2 separate regions of the Mus musculus genome follow, and region 1 is linked to region 2. The links are chromatin contacts, called in public HiChIP or PLAC-seq maps. All regions are on one chromosome and are shown on one strand. Each heading gives the region's core, a stretch centred on a gene start, on an enhancer-like site or on the middle of the called end of the contact. The rest is flanking DNA. Distances are from core to core; before and after follow the strand shown. Region 1 holds the start of Acbd7 (acyl-Coenzyme A binding domain containing 7). Region 2 overlaps Fam171a1 (family with sequence similarity 171, member A1).

Region 1 (6,554 bases), core at 1,628-4,127, 200 kb after region 2:
AGGTTATGAAACAAAATCACTGGAAAGTTACAACTGGTAAGCAGTGGAATAATGTACTAAAGATTAAAAATTACGCACGCCTTTAATCCCAGTACTCGGGAGGCAGGCGGATTTCTGAGTTCGAGGCCAGCCTGGTCTACAAAGTGAGTTCCAGGACATCCAGGACTATACAGAGAAACCCTGTCTCAAAAAAACAAAAAACAAAACAAAACAAACAAAAAAAAAAGGCAGGAGAGATGGCTCAGCGGGTAAGAGCACTGACTGCTCTTTCAGAGGTCCTGAGTTCAAGTCCCAGCTCACAACCATCTGTAATGGGATCCAATGCCCTCTTCTGGTGTGTCTGAAGACAGCAACAATGTACTCACATACATTAAATAAATAAATAAATAAATAAATAAATAAATAAATAAAAATTACTTGACAGGAATTACTTTCTGTTCTTATGAATTTGGGAGGATTCAGGTCCTTCTCTTTATCTTCCTCTTTTTTCTCGGTGTTTTCATTGCTCATTTTAGACTAACATATAGGATCTAGCTTCTACGTTTCCATTATTCACCACCTATTGAACATTTAAACAGAACAAACACTGTTGCTTGTGGTCAAAGATTGTTGAAGTTTTTACAGGAAAAGCGTGCTGTGGTTTCTATCACAAGTAGATGAACTAGATTAAGTTCGGTCGAGTTTTGACTGTGCCATATAAGACGTCCTTTACTATTACCCGCAGTCATGTAGCGCTAAAGACAAATCGCGATGGTAGAATTGAAATACTAAAGGTTCACATAAAATCCTGGCTCGTGGAAGACTGAGACAGGAGGCTGCAGACTGGGCCTTCGGGGCCAGAACTTGCACACACCATAACAGAAAAATAAATAAATAAATAAATAAATAAATAAATAAAAATAAAAAAAGGCAGAAAGAGGGGCAAGATAAAGAAGTAAAAAGGTAATGGCTATGAGTGTTGTCCCACCAAAGTTCCAGCTCTTACATTACAAGCCTCTGCCGCCAGGCTGCTATGTTGACACCCTAGCCTTCCCACTAACTAGTGTCCCTACACCTCAGGCAAGTTAATTAGCCAACTATGAAATGATAAAAATAGTGCCTATTCTGAGGATTAGAAGAATATTCTGTGTAAGATGCTTACCACAGTGCCTGCCACATGGTACATGTCTGACAAATGGAACCACTATGACCCAGTGACAGCTGTGGCAGAATTAAGTTAATACAAATTATATATAGCCGCTACTATTTTGGGCCTTGTTTTCTATTTGAGAATTTAGCAATCTTTCCACAAGGATTTTACCCAAAAGAATATATCTCAAAGGTAATTTCTTTCCATTTGTGTAGCACAACTTTAGTTTATGTTCATATTTTTTTCTGCAAACATATGCTTCCTGTAGTTTCCTAAGTAGTATATGTGTATATGTATGTATATATATATATATATATATATATATATATACACACACACACCAAACCAAATGGTCAATTTACTTTTCAATTATAGCTCTTATTTTACATCAATTCAGTTTTTAATTTTTATTTTATTATTTTTATTTTATTATTTTTATTTTATTATTTATTTATTTATTTTATTTTTATTTACATCAATTTATGTTTATGATTATGTTTAATCAGTTTATGTTCAGGTTTTTTTTTTTAACAAATATATGCTTCCCATAGTTCCCTAAATTACTATGCATTTGGTAGTCTATATATACACTAAATGGTCAATTTACTTTTCAATGATAGCTTTTATTTTACATTGTAAATAAGTTATGTTTGTGAATAAACAGTTTATAAATGTACCATTTATGATCATAGTTAATTTTATAAATATCTCAAAATATTTTAATAACTTAGAAGGTTTATGAAAGTATTCTTTTTGTCTTAATTCTTGAACTGCTGGATTTAAAGGATACAACAATATAACATTAGCTTAAGAGTCTGAGTCAGAAATCGTAGCATTAGAGCTGACAATACAGTCTGTCAACAAAATGTTCAAGAATTGAACACTAGATTCTTCTTGCTTGCATGGAATTCTGAGCTTTGCCCAGCATTGTATGCTATTGTGGTTTTGTGGAGTCTACAAACATACTGTTAATAACGATTATTTTTAGTTTTTTAATTAGTGTATAGTAATTGTCCAAAATATCCACTTCATTATGGCCTTTCCTGCATGTCTACAATCAGTCCAACATTTAAAAGTCACTTAACTGGGAATGGACTTTAGTAACGAGATACCAAGTCAAAGCACAGGCTTCGAGTCTGTGCCATTGGAGTGTCTATAGCCACATCTGTGTCCAGGGCAGCAATATGAATGGGAGGTGTCTTGAGCACTCGGGCCACCCCAGGCAACAGTGGGTAGCAGTGCCACCCTTCCATAGATCAGATCAGTAAGGAGAAAAGGCGCCTGGTAAGGTTCAGAACATTTGTGTATAGTCATGTAAGCACAAAACCAACACCATGTCTCGAATTCCCGAGAGACGCTATCGGCCATCCCTGAGGTCAGGTGACAGGTGTTATGTGTATTCTCTCTGGGTTAAGGAACAACTCTGAAGAACTTCAGCACATACAGTGCTATAGTTAACACCGCTACACCCAGAGGTAGAATGGAGAGGCAAGGAAAAGGGAAGGAAACAGCCACAGTCTCAACTGAGGAGAGGCAGCGGAGGCATGCGTGCACCTGCAAGTTCGCCTTAGTAAAAGAAGAGAGAGGAGATTAAATGAGCTCCGAGACACTGGGCTGAGTTACCTCCCAGACACTCCCTCCCGCTCCTGTGGCCAATTAGTCCTCCATGCCCAGAGAGCAACCAATAGGAGAGACCGGAGGAGGAGCACTGCTCTTTAAGCAGCGGAGCCCGCTCCCCGGGGACTCTCACTCTGAGCTGGGAGAGTCACAGCATTCCGTGTCTCATCATTATGTCCTTGCAGGTAAGCCAGATCTGGGAAGGCCATGCCAAAGCAATTATCCGAAGCGCTCTGATGGGGCGAGAGGAGGTGTGGTAGCCCTGGGACAGGACAGGGGCAGGTAACCCCCAGGAGCCTTCTGCTGCTGCGACCCTGCAGTGACTCCCACACCTGCCTAAGCAGTGTGGGGCAGTATATTTCACAATATATTGTACTTCACCATCTGTTGACAAGGACCCAGGATCTCTATAGCAACCTGTTTGGCCCTCTGGGAAAATTACCCAGATCTGAAGAATTGACAAGCTCCTGGGGGCGGGGGCTTCTTCACCTCTCTCTCTTAACAACTCCAGGAAGCAAGTGACATCCATTGGGGTCTCCACATCCCCTTGCTCTTGGGGACCTCGGGAGATTTTCATAGATGTGTTTTGTTGAATAACAGGGCTAGATTATAAAGCTCTGACTTTACTGTTTTATTGATAAGAGTGAAAAGAGAATAAATAGGAATTAAAAACCAGGAAGCCCTTTTCTCAGATAAACACATATAGGTTGCTTTTATATATAAATGCCCTCTTTCTATGTGTGTATAATGAAAGGTGTGCGCGCGCACGAGTTCTATCTGCTGGCAAGCCTGGAGATCAGAACCTTCAGAATGCACATGGTAGAGAGAGAGAAGTGTCCCTTGCAATTGTTCCCTGACCTCCAAATGCATGCCATGGTACATGTGCACCCGCATATATGCCGTAATAAACATAGAGCAAATAAAAGAGGAGAGAGGCAGTTAAATGAGCTACCTCCATGGGCAGCATTTAAAGCAGCATTGGAGAAGGGAATCTTTAGGATTTAAAAGTTAAAGAATATCACGAAGGGACAATGAGCTAAGGCATATGAATGCCACCCTGACAATAGGGCAGCATTGAAGGCTAGCCTTAGTTCAATAATTAAAATTGATACAGGGTGTGGGTTTCTATTACTATCAGTGTTGAATGTATTAAATCTATTATTGCTGTAATGAAAATGTTCTTTCATTTCGATAAAATAAGATTCTAGTTTTAAAAAATATATACTTGCTAGATATCAGCATCAGTATGATCAAAGAAAACTGGAATTGCAGTCACTGAAAGTTTAAGTCACTTTGTTTATGCTTAAAGAATAAATTGTTACAAATGAAAAGTTCTTAAAACATATGTGTATTATTTCAATTTGAAATTCTTACCAATGTAGTAATATAACAAAACATGCATTATATTCTAGATGTGGGAGTGTTAGTTCAAGTCAGGAGTGACAGTACACACCTGTCATCCCAGCACTCAGGACTCGGAGACAGGAGAATCAGGAGTCCTAGGCCATCCTTAGCTAGGTGGCAGACTCAAAGCAGTGTGCTACATGAGACCCTGTTTCGGAAAACCACAAAGTACTTCAAGCAGAAGAGAAAGATAAAGGCAGGTTAGAAACCCATTAAGAGAAGGGATGAGGCATGTGTGGATCAGTCTGCAGGTTACCTAGCATTCGGGAGTCCCTGGGTTCAATAGAAACGTAGGGTGATCATTTAAGTGTGATGTTCCAGGATAGACAAGGCAACATATGCAAATCCTAACACACCCACGCTCTCTCAGACACACACTCATTGCTCACACACACACACCCTCACACAAACTCATGCTCACACACATACACACACAGACTCATGCACACTGACACACCCTCACACACACTCATGCTCACACACATACATACACAGACTCACACACACTGACACACACATCTTCACACAGACTCATGGGTACTCACACATGCTCACACAGACTCATGAGTACTCACACATGCTCACACAGACTCATGAGTACTCACACAAGCTCACACAGACTCATGCACACTGACATACACACTCACACACCTCATGCTCATACATATACACACACAGACTCACATTGACTCATGCACACTGATGCACACACACACACTCACACATATACTGGCAGTTCATCAGCACACTGAGAGAACTGGTAAGTACTTGTTACAAACACCGTAACCTTGGGAACCCGGTAGATACCAAAGATGTGGTATTTTGATAACTTGTTCCTGGGTCTAAAATGATTTCGAAAATCCAAGTTTAAAATTATAATAAAAGTAAAAAACATATTGGCAAGCCAGCAGCTAGTGCTGGCTAGGGTATTCAAATGCCTTTTCTCTTCAGAATGGAAATGGCGTTAGGATAGACATTATGTACCTTCTGGGTGTTGTTAATGGCTCACTAATGGAAACGAAAGTGAGGGCATGTTCTTTGTTGTTGTTGTTGTTGTTGTTGTTGTTGTTGTTGTTGTTGTTGTTTTAATACTGGTATAAATGTTGGCAGATTGTTCTGGAAGTGAAAACAGAATTCCTTCTTTAGTTACAATCTCCCAATTTTATTTATAAATTATAACACAGATCCTTTTTGTGTGGGGGGGTGGGAGGGTTAATTTTTCAAAAAAGAATCTTGCTATGTAGCCCAAGCTAGCCTCCAGTTTCAGCTGATCCTACTGCCTCAGCTTCTCTAGTGTTAGTATTGCAGGTGTTTACTTTCACACCTGGTCTGACGGACATTTTACTTAGACTCGTTTCCTTCCTAGATTATGAAGATGAAGCAGGGGGCTGGGGCTGGGGATGTGGATGTATCTCTCCTGGCCTGGAGATGTAGCAGTGGTAAAATGTTTGCAGGAAACCCTGACCTTGACCCCAAACACCACAGAAATGGGGGAGGGGAACATGCCTTTAATTCCAGCACTTGGGAAGCAGAGGCAGGTGGACCTCTGAGATCAAGGCCAGTCTGGTCTATAGATCGAGTTCCAGGAGAGCCAGGGCTAAACAGAGAAACCCTACCTTGAAAAACCAACCAGCCAACCAAACAAGAGTAGTGGTGTATGTGGAGAGGTGATTTTATAATCAGAAGACACACACATACACACACACATGCACACACACAGTGTGTGTGATTCAAATAACTTAAGTTCTTTGACTGAGAAAATTATCTTCCTAGTTCAGTGTTCAGCAAGGGAGAGCTGCTCAAAGGGCTTTATGAAGCTCATGTGTGGGCTGACTGCTCTCACTTTCTATAGGAGGTGACGTAAGTCAACTGTGCGTCACCTTCAGGGGCTGTCTTCAGAAGGGAGAGATTTGATCAGAAGTGTCCAGAAGTCCCATGCGGTCCTTTGATATGGTGTCCTGTGCTCATTGTGAATGTCATTCCTGACACAGGATGGGAACAGGAGGGCCTTAAAGCACACTCATGAACATTCCATGGGCAGATGAAGGTCATACCCAACAAAGACGCTGTAATCTTACTCAGCAGAGACAGAATTGCCTGCCATAGAGCCCAGCTCCCAGAGCACAGGAATATAGGGAAGGTGGCATTCTTTTGGCCCAGAATGCTTTGAGAGTCACTGTCAACTGCCACATATGTAAAGATGTTTCAACTGTGATAACTCTCTGATCCACTCACCAAGGATGTACATAATGGTCTCTGACTTGACTCCTGCCCTAGGTCAGCAGATGAGGGCTTGAGAGTAGATACAAAGGTGAATGTAAAGTAATTACATAATTTAAGATAGTAACATAAATTAAATTACGCCTGCCCTTTATTCTGGGTATCTTGGGGAACACACGATGGA
Region 2 (6,502 bases), core at 1,050-3,549:
CTTTAATCTCCTTTTATGAACTGTCCTTCATGCTTTTAAGGTGGATCACAACCCTACGCAGGTGTTAAGCGTGGATGTTTTTAATCCATTTTTAGTCTTCAGATGCGTCTAGTTTTGTTCAGATGAAAAGGTCATTTAGTGCGTGCTGTTTGGGGGAGGGCTTGGGGAGCAGTGCGTCCCTCCGTGACCCCAGGGTACAGCAGTGCGTCCCTCCGTGACCCCAGGGAACAGCAGTGCGTCCCTCCGTGACCCCAGGGTACAGCAGTGCATCCCTCTGTGACCCCAGGGTACAGCAGTGTGTCACCCAGGGTACAGTGTCTTTGAGATCCAGGCACTTTTACAGCTTATATCGGTTCAGTTTTATTTGCTTTTTAAAAAATGGGTTTTAAGTGTTTTCCCTGCATGTATGTGCAGCTTGTGCATGTATGCCTGGCGCCTTCAGAGGTCAGAAGAGGAGTCAGATGCCCTGAAACTGGAGATATGGGTGGCTGTGAGCCTCTGTGAGTGTGCTGGGAACTGAACCTGGGTCCTGTACAAGAGCAACAAGTACTTGTAACCACTGAGTCATCACCAGCCCTGAGATTGGGTTGTTTGGGGTTTTTGTGTTCAAAGTTTATTTGTTTTATTTTATGTGTGTTAGTATGAGTGTTTTACTCATATGTATGTCTGTATCATGTGCAACCTGGGACTATAGTTAAGGACAATTGTGAATCACCATGTGCCTGTTGGAACTTGAGTCCAGGTCCCTAGCAAGAACAGGTGCTCTTAATCACTGAGCCAGCAATTCAGTCCCCTGCTTTAAAAAAAAAAAAAAAAAAAAAAAAAAAAAAAAAAAAATATATATATATATATATATATATATATACATACATACACTGAAGGGCTAGATCTTGGAGTGGCCAGCTTCCCTGGCTGTGTGCTGCCTCTTGGTCCCTGTGTACCAAGTGGTTCAGGTACCACTGCCCAAGTGACCTTTCTCTAGCTTATGTCTGTAGGGATTCTTGGCTGCACTCCCAGCCCCTACTCCAGACTTTAGCCTCTGAAACTTTGATCCCAGTGAACAGAGTTTCCTTTTTTAGAGGCTTTTGTTTTAGTGTGTGCTTCTAAGTGAATTAAGTGCATCTGGATCCCCTGGTCTTCTGCTGCATGAACCGCCCACCTCCACACCCTCTGTGAACAAATACGTGGCAGGTCCCCATCATGGGACTGCAGACAGAGTTGGGCTGTGTCTGATCCCTGCTCAGTGGGACTGGAAACCGCGACAGGTATCCAGAGTGTCCAGTGCTGGCACACTGTCCACCCCTCTCCCTGTGGCATCGTCTCCTCTCTAAACAGATTTTAAGACCTCTCCTGCCCAAGAACCTGTGATGCTAGCACTCAACTTACTAATTTCTTTCATTCCGTTACCAGGACAACTGCTGTCTACTCTCCATATCTCCTATGGCTCAGCCCAAGTATATGTCTCATTTCTAATCTAGGGTTCTTGGTCTGACATCATTGTTTTGGAATTCTGATGATCTCCCCCTGGTCCTTTGCTGCATGAACAAATTCTATTTTTTTCTTAGTCTCATTTGGGTCCTTTGTTTCCTTGGTTTCCTTTTTGGAGGAAAAATGAACCAGGCATCCATTTCTGACCTCTTAAAAACTTTCTCTCTACTTAGTCTTCAGTTCTGGACCAGATACTCCTCCATCAGTATCTGGTCCAGATGGTTCTCATGGCCACTCGCCTGGGCTGCTGTCTTCCATGTGTGTATGTCTCAAGCACACTGGCTAGGCAAACTGCTCTTCCCTCCTTCCTGGTGTATCTTGGCTTCACCGAACCCTTGTCACTTTCCTCACAGCATCAAGAGTCATCCCTTTGGGAGACTATCTCTGGTCCTCCAGCTCCAGGCCTGTGTGCTCTCTTCTCTGTGTATCAAACAACCACTTATTCTGGGCCTTGTCCTGGGTGCTGAGGGTCACAGGACACACCCCCACGCTGCATTGTGGTTGTTTGTCCATCCACACTGTGCATCTGTCTCTCCCCAAGCTGGACCCTCCCTTGCCTCATCTAGCTCTCAATGGTGTTTGTCAAGAGCAGATCTGATGGTGCCAGTTTCCTTTCTTTCTCTCCTCCCTCTTTTCTGTCTTTTCAGCACCTCTCCCAGAAGCCAAAAAAAAAGGAGGAGGAAAGAGAAGTTCATAATTATGAGATTAGGCAGATCCAATTTCATCCCATCCACTCTGTCTTCTACGTGGGGTTTGTTTGAGCATTCAGAGAGACCCACGGTGGAGGCTGAATCTATCCTTTGTTTGCTAGATGTACTCAGCTGTGGCCAGCAACAGAGGTTTCCTTTCTGCTCTGTCCTTTGTTCAGGGCCTTACCGTAACTAGTCCTTTAAAAAGTCCCTGAGAGAGAGGAGGGTTCTATATTCTCAGAAGGCCTGTGCCTTAGAATACTAGACAACTGACTCAGGGTCTACAGATATTTTCACCTTGTAATATTGTTCTTCCTTTCTCCCCAAACGAAGAAAGTAACCAAGTATCCTAAAAACACAAAGCAAGACAATTATTTTGGAATTGATTATCAGTTGGTTTGCCAGATAAACTACAGAACACATAATTCAGCTTGCATTTTAGGAAAGCAGTGAATGAAGAGGTTTGGCTCAGAGGAACCTAGGGCCCTGGACATGTTAAATATCTGCTCTATCAATGAGCTACATTCTACTCTGAACATTTTTTTAGTCTAAATATGTCTCAAATATTTCACAGAACTATTTAAATTATTTTCTAAAATTCAACATAAGTGGAGAACCCTGTATCTTATACACTAATGCTGTCACCATGTATTACTGGCAGTGCAAGTTTTAGCTCTCAATTTGCAGCTGTGGTAATGTTTCAAAGGAACAGCTTAGTGTTTGACGTAGGTAGGCTCTGTTGGCAGCCATATTTCTAGTAAACCACTTAGCCTTAACTGGACAAGCAGTAGGAAGAAGGCTCCCGTATTTTCTCATGTCATACCTACTAGAGAAATGGAGGTTTTCTCGTGTGAAATGTATCTGGCTTCGTTCAGACAAGTGGGAGGAAACATGAAAACATGAAGATACTCACAGTCGCGGGGGGGGGAGGGGGGGGCACGGAATCCCCACCCCAGCCAGGCTCAGGCCTGAGTGCACTGTGCAGTAACCTGGAAACCATCACTAAGCAACTGCTCAGGACCCACCTGGGATGCTGAGTCACTTAGTTCCATGATCGGGGGACCAACACTGCTGCTCAGCCTCAGCTGGCCAGTGCACTGTCTAAAACTCAGCATGGTGTCTCTAGTCCAGAGGGTCACAGCTGGGGCTGGGCAGTGTGCAGATAGGAAGGACTCTGCAAAGTCTTTCCCTAAGTTCCCAGTGGGCTCAGAACATACCATACCCTGCCTCACCAGCGTGACCTGGGCCTTCAGACTGCATTCACCCAAGCTGACACCAGACAAAACTGGGGTTCCATTAGCAAGAAAAGCAGGGACGAGGGGACTCTGATTACCCCTTAAAAGTAAAAGCCTGCGTGTCATATGCTTACCACAATCAATGCTAAGGCTCAAGTACACAGTGTTAAAAATCACTTTTAAATATTTATATTTTAATTAATTATATGTGCATATGTCTGTCTGGGTATGTGCCTGTGAGTGCAGGTGCCCATGGAGGCCAGGGATCTCAGATGCCCTGGAGCTGGAAACAGAGAGTCGTGAGCCAAGACACATACTTGCTGAGTATGGAACTCCAGCTCTGTCCTTCTGTGGTACAAGGTCATCTCCCCAGCCATAGTCGATTCTGTCTGTATCCACTGTGTTTAGAAAATTCAACTCCAGGCTGTGACTCCTGAATTGAAGAACCTAGGTCTTAGTCAGTGAGGTGATTCACACCTGAAACAGCAGCACTTGAGATGCTGAAGCAGGGAGCGTGTGCAGCAAGGGCGAGCCCAGCAGAGGCTACAGCATGCAACTCTGTCTCCTGCCCAAAAAATCTGTCTGTTTACGCTGCATTTTATCATCATGTGTGTGCATGTTTATATGATACGAGTGTGAATGGCCATATTCATGTGCAGGAAGAGGTCAGAGGGCATTTATAAGTAACTTCTTTCCTTCTACTGTGAGTTCGAGGCCGATGCATTACCTGCTGGCCCAAGAACCTCTTACCAGCACTGTTTCCAGGTTACCCCATAGTTAGGTTACTGTGTACATAGTGAATTGATATGGAAAATGTTAGTCCTGTGAGGACATATGTTGACCTGGGAGTATTCTATCACTTTTGGAGTTGATTGGCATTTTAACTAAAACCATATTTGTATGAAGCTTAAAGTAAGTGGAGAACATTAACGATACTATCTTGATTTAAAGCATGCCAGAACCAACACTCACATGCCCTGTGCCCATGTGAATTATAGAACATGTGGTGGTTTGAATAGGTTTCCCTCCATAGACTCATGCAATTGAATGTTTGACTCATAGGGAGTGGCACTACTAGGAGGCGTGACCTTATTGGAGGAGCTGTGTCACTGTGGGGATGGGCTTGGAGGTCTCTTGATGCTCAAGCTCCACCCAATGTGGAATCAGAGTCTTCTGGCTGCCTTTGAAAGGCAGGCCTCCCCTGCTGCCTGCAGATCAAATGCAGAATTCTCGGCTTCTCCAGTGCCAGGCCTGCCTGCACACCGCCATGCTTCCTGCCATGATGACAATGGACTGGACCTCTGAAGCTGGAAGTCCACCCCAATTAAATGTTATCCCTTAGAAGAGTTGCCTTGGTCATGGTGTCTGTGAACAGTAATAGAAACCCTAACTAAGACAAACTATATCCACATTTTAGAACTATTAACATTGGAATAGGAAAATTACAATTTAAAATTGAAGTCTAGGCAACACCAATTTTTGCTGCTCACAGAAAATGTTTCTTCTGTTTTCTGCTCTTGCAAACTCCACAGCCTCCCTGTGTGACAGCCACTGATAATGAGGACCAGTTTTCTCCCTCTTGAATGTAGGGTATAAATAGATATTTGTTGATAAAACTACTCTTTGCTATTTAAAAAAAAGCAAACAATGTTGGATCTCTTTTAGCCTACTTTTTCTGCTGAAAACACATGTACAAAATACCCAGTTATCCTAGAAGTGTTGGTTACCACCTGGACGGAGGCCTTTTGTTGAGTGTGTGTCTATATATTTCCCTGTGGCTCACCTCTACTTTTGAGGTACTGTGATCTGAAAGGCATCCTTTTCCTTACTGGAATCATTCCTTTCTCCCTTAGACTACAGTATTGATATTTGTTAAATTGTTTTTTGGGGGCTCAGAGGTCCTGAGTTCAATTCCCAGGAACCACATGGTAACTCATAACCATCTATAATGTGATCTGATGCCCTCTTCTGGCATGCAGGTGTGCATGCAGATAGAGCACTTTTATACAGTGTGTGTGTGTGTGTGTGTGTGTGTGTGTGTGTAAGTGTAAGCATTATGTGTCACAGCATATGTGAGGAAGGCCAAAGAGAACTTGTAGGAAACACCCCCATCAAACCATGTGGATCGTAGCAGTGATACAGGCCTTCAAGCTTGAAGCAAGTGCCCTTACCTGCTAAGCCTTCTCTCCAAGCCATCTCTCTGGCCCCAGACTACAGTACCATTGGCTCAGGTGAGAATAGGATTTCACAGCTGTCAGGTAAGATGCCTCCTGCTGTGCTAAGTCCCTGGTTGTTGATAAGGCAATTGCACAGATCAATAGGATTCTTTCCCATCACCAGTCATAGTAAATAATGAAAGGCTAGCCAACTCAGAAATGTAAGACTTAATAGAAGATAAATAAAAGCAACGCCGATTTTCATTGGCAGCGTTAAGATCCTGTTCCTTTCTTACCTTTTTAATGCAGTGCTAGGAACAGAGCCCAAGGCTTTACGCATAGTCAGCAAGGTTTCTACCACCAAGTTCACCCTTCCGGCCCCATCTGAAGACTTGTAATCCACATTAGCGGAAATGGTATATCTGTACCCCCACGGTTGTTTGTCTCCGCGGCAACAAAGATAAAGCTTGTCCGTGAGGAGAGATGAAGCACAGTGGAGTGGACAGTTTGCTTTTGTTGACAGGTTAGTCTCTCCCACAAAGGGCGTGTTCTGGAGTCTAGCACAAGCTTTAAAAGGCGGAGATCCCTTAGCAGCAGGCTACAAAGCAAACAACTTTGGCGTTTTGGTTTTCAGCTCTCATGTCTCTTGTAAAGTGTTTAATTGTTATTTAAATTTTAATAATGTCATTGGCCTGCACGTTGTTTTTCTTCTATTTAAAAAGCTGTCAAGGGGGTTGGAGAGGTGGCTCAGCAGTTAAGAGCACTTGCTGCTCAGTCATGAACACTGGAGTTCAGCATCCACCTCAGCCTGTCCACAGACTTCCTCCCCCCTCCACGATCCAAAGGATATGAACAATCTCTTCTGCCACACGCTCACACTGGAACACACCACACACACACACACACACACACACACACACATAATTGAAAAAAA

Evidence for each region. HiChIP or PLAC-seq counts read pairs in DNA pulled down with a chosen protein or histone mark.
Region 1: an H3K4me3 HiChIP or PLAC-seq map of stem cell-derived neural progenitor cells shows a contact between it and region 2, with 26 read pairs. The contact joins the promoter of Acbd7 here to the enhancer-like site in region 2. A contact is called at or near these places in 1 of 15 datasets of contacts at CTCF or cohesin (the NIH/3T3 cell line), 7 of 484 Hi-C or Micro-C datasets (LSK cells, cardiomyocytes, embryonic stem cells and 4 more), 7 of 115 datasets of contacts at active chromatin or transcription factors (embryonic limb bud, embryonic stem cells, extraembryonic endoderm stem cells and 3 more) and 1 of 9 other capture datasets (pancreatic islet).

What each region holds. Positions count from the first base shown.
Region 1 is chr2:3,333,291-3,339,844 of GRCm38.p6, forward strand. Acbd7 (acyl-Coenzyme A binding domain containing 7) reads left to right here and starts at 2,878. Exons shown (of 4, transcript NM_030063.2): 1 at 2,878-2,931. The coding sequence starts at 2,920.
Region 2 is chr2:3,137,517-3,144,018 of GRCm38.p6, forward strand. The region is part of intron 1 of Fam171a1 (family with sequence similarity 171, member A1); the gene reads left to right. Among named protein-coding and RNA genes, the nearest start is that of Fam171a1, 22 kb to the left of the region's middle. Within about 2 kb of position 2,300, at least 50 of the 459 cell types and tissues checked have an H3K27ac peak or open chromatin away from gene starts, as enhancers often do. A contact at or near this core is called in neural progenitor cells, pancreatic islet and stem cell-derived neural progenitor cells, where this site is marked.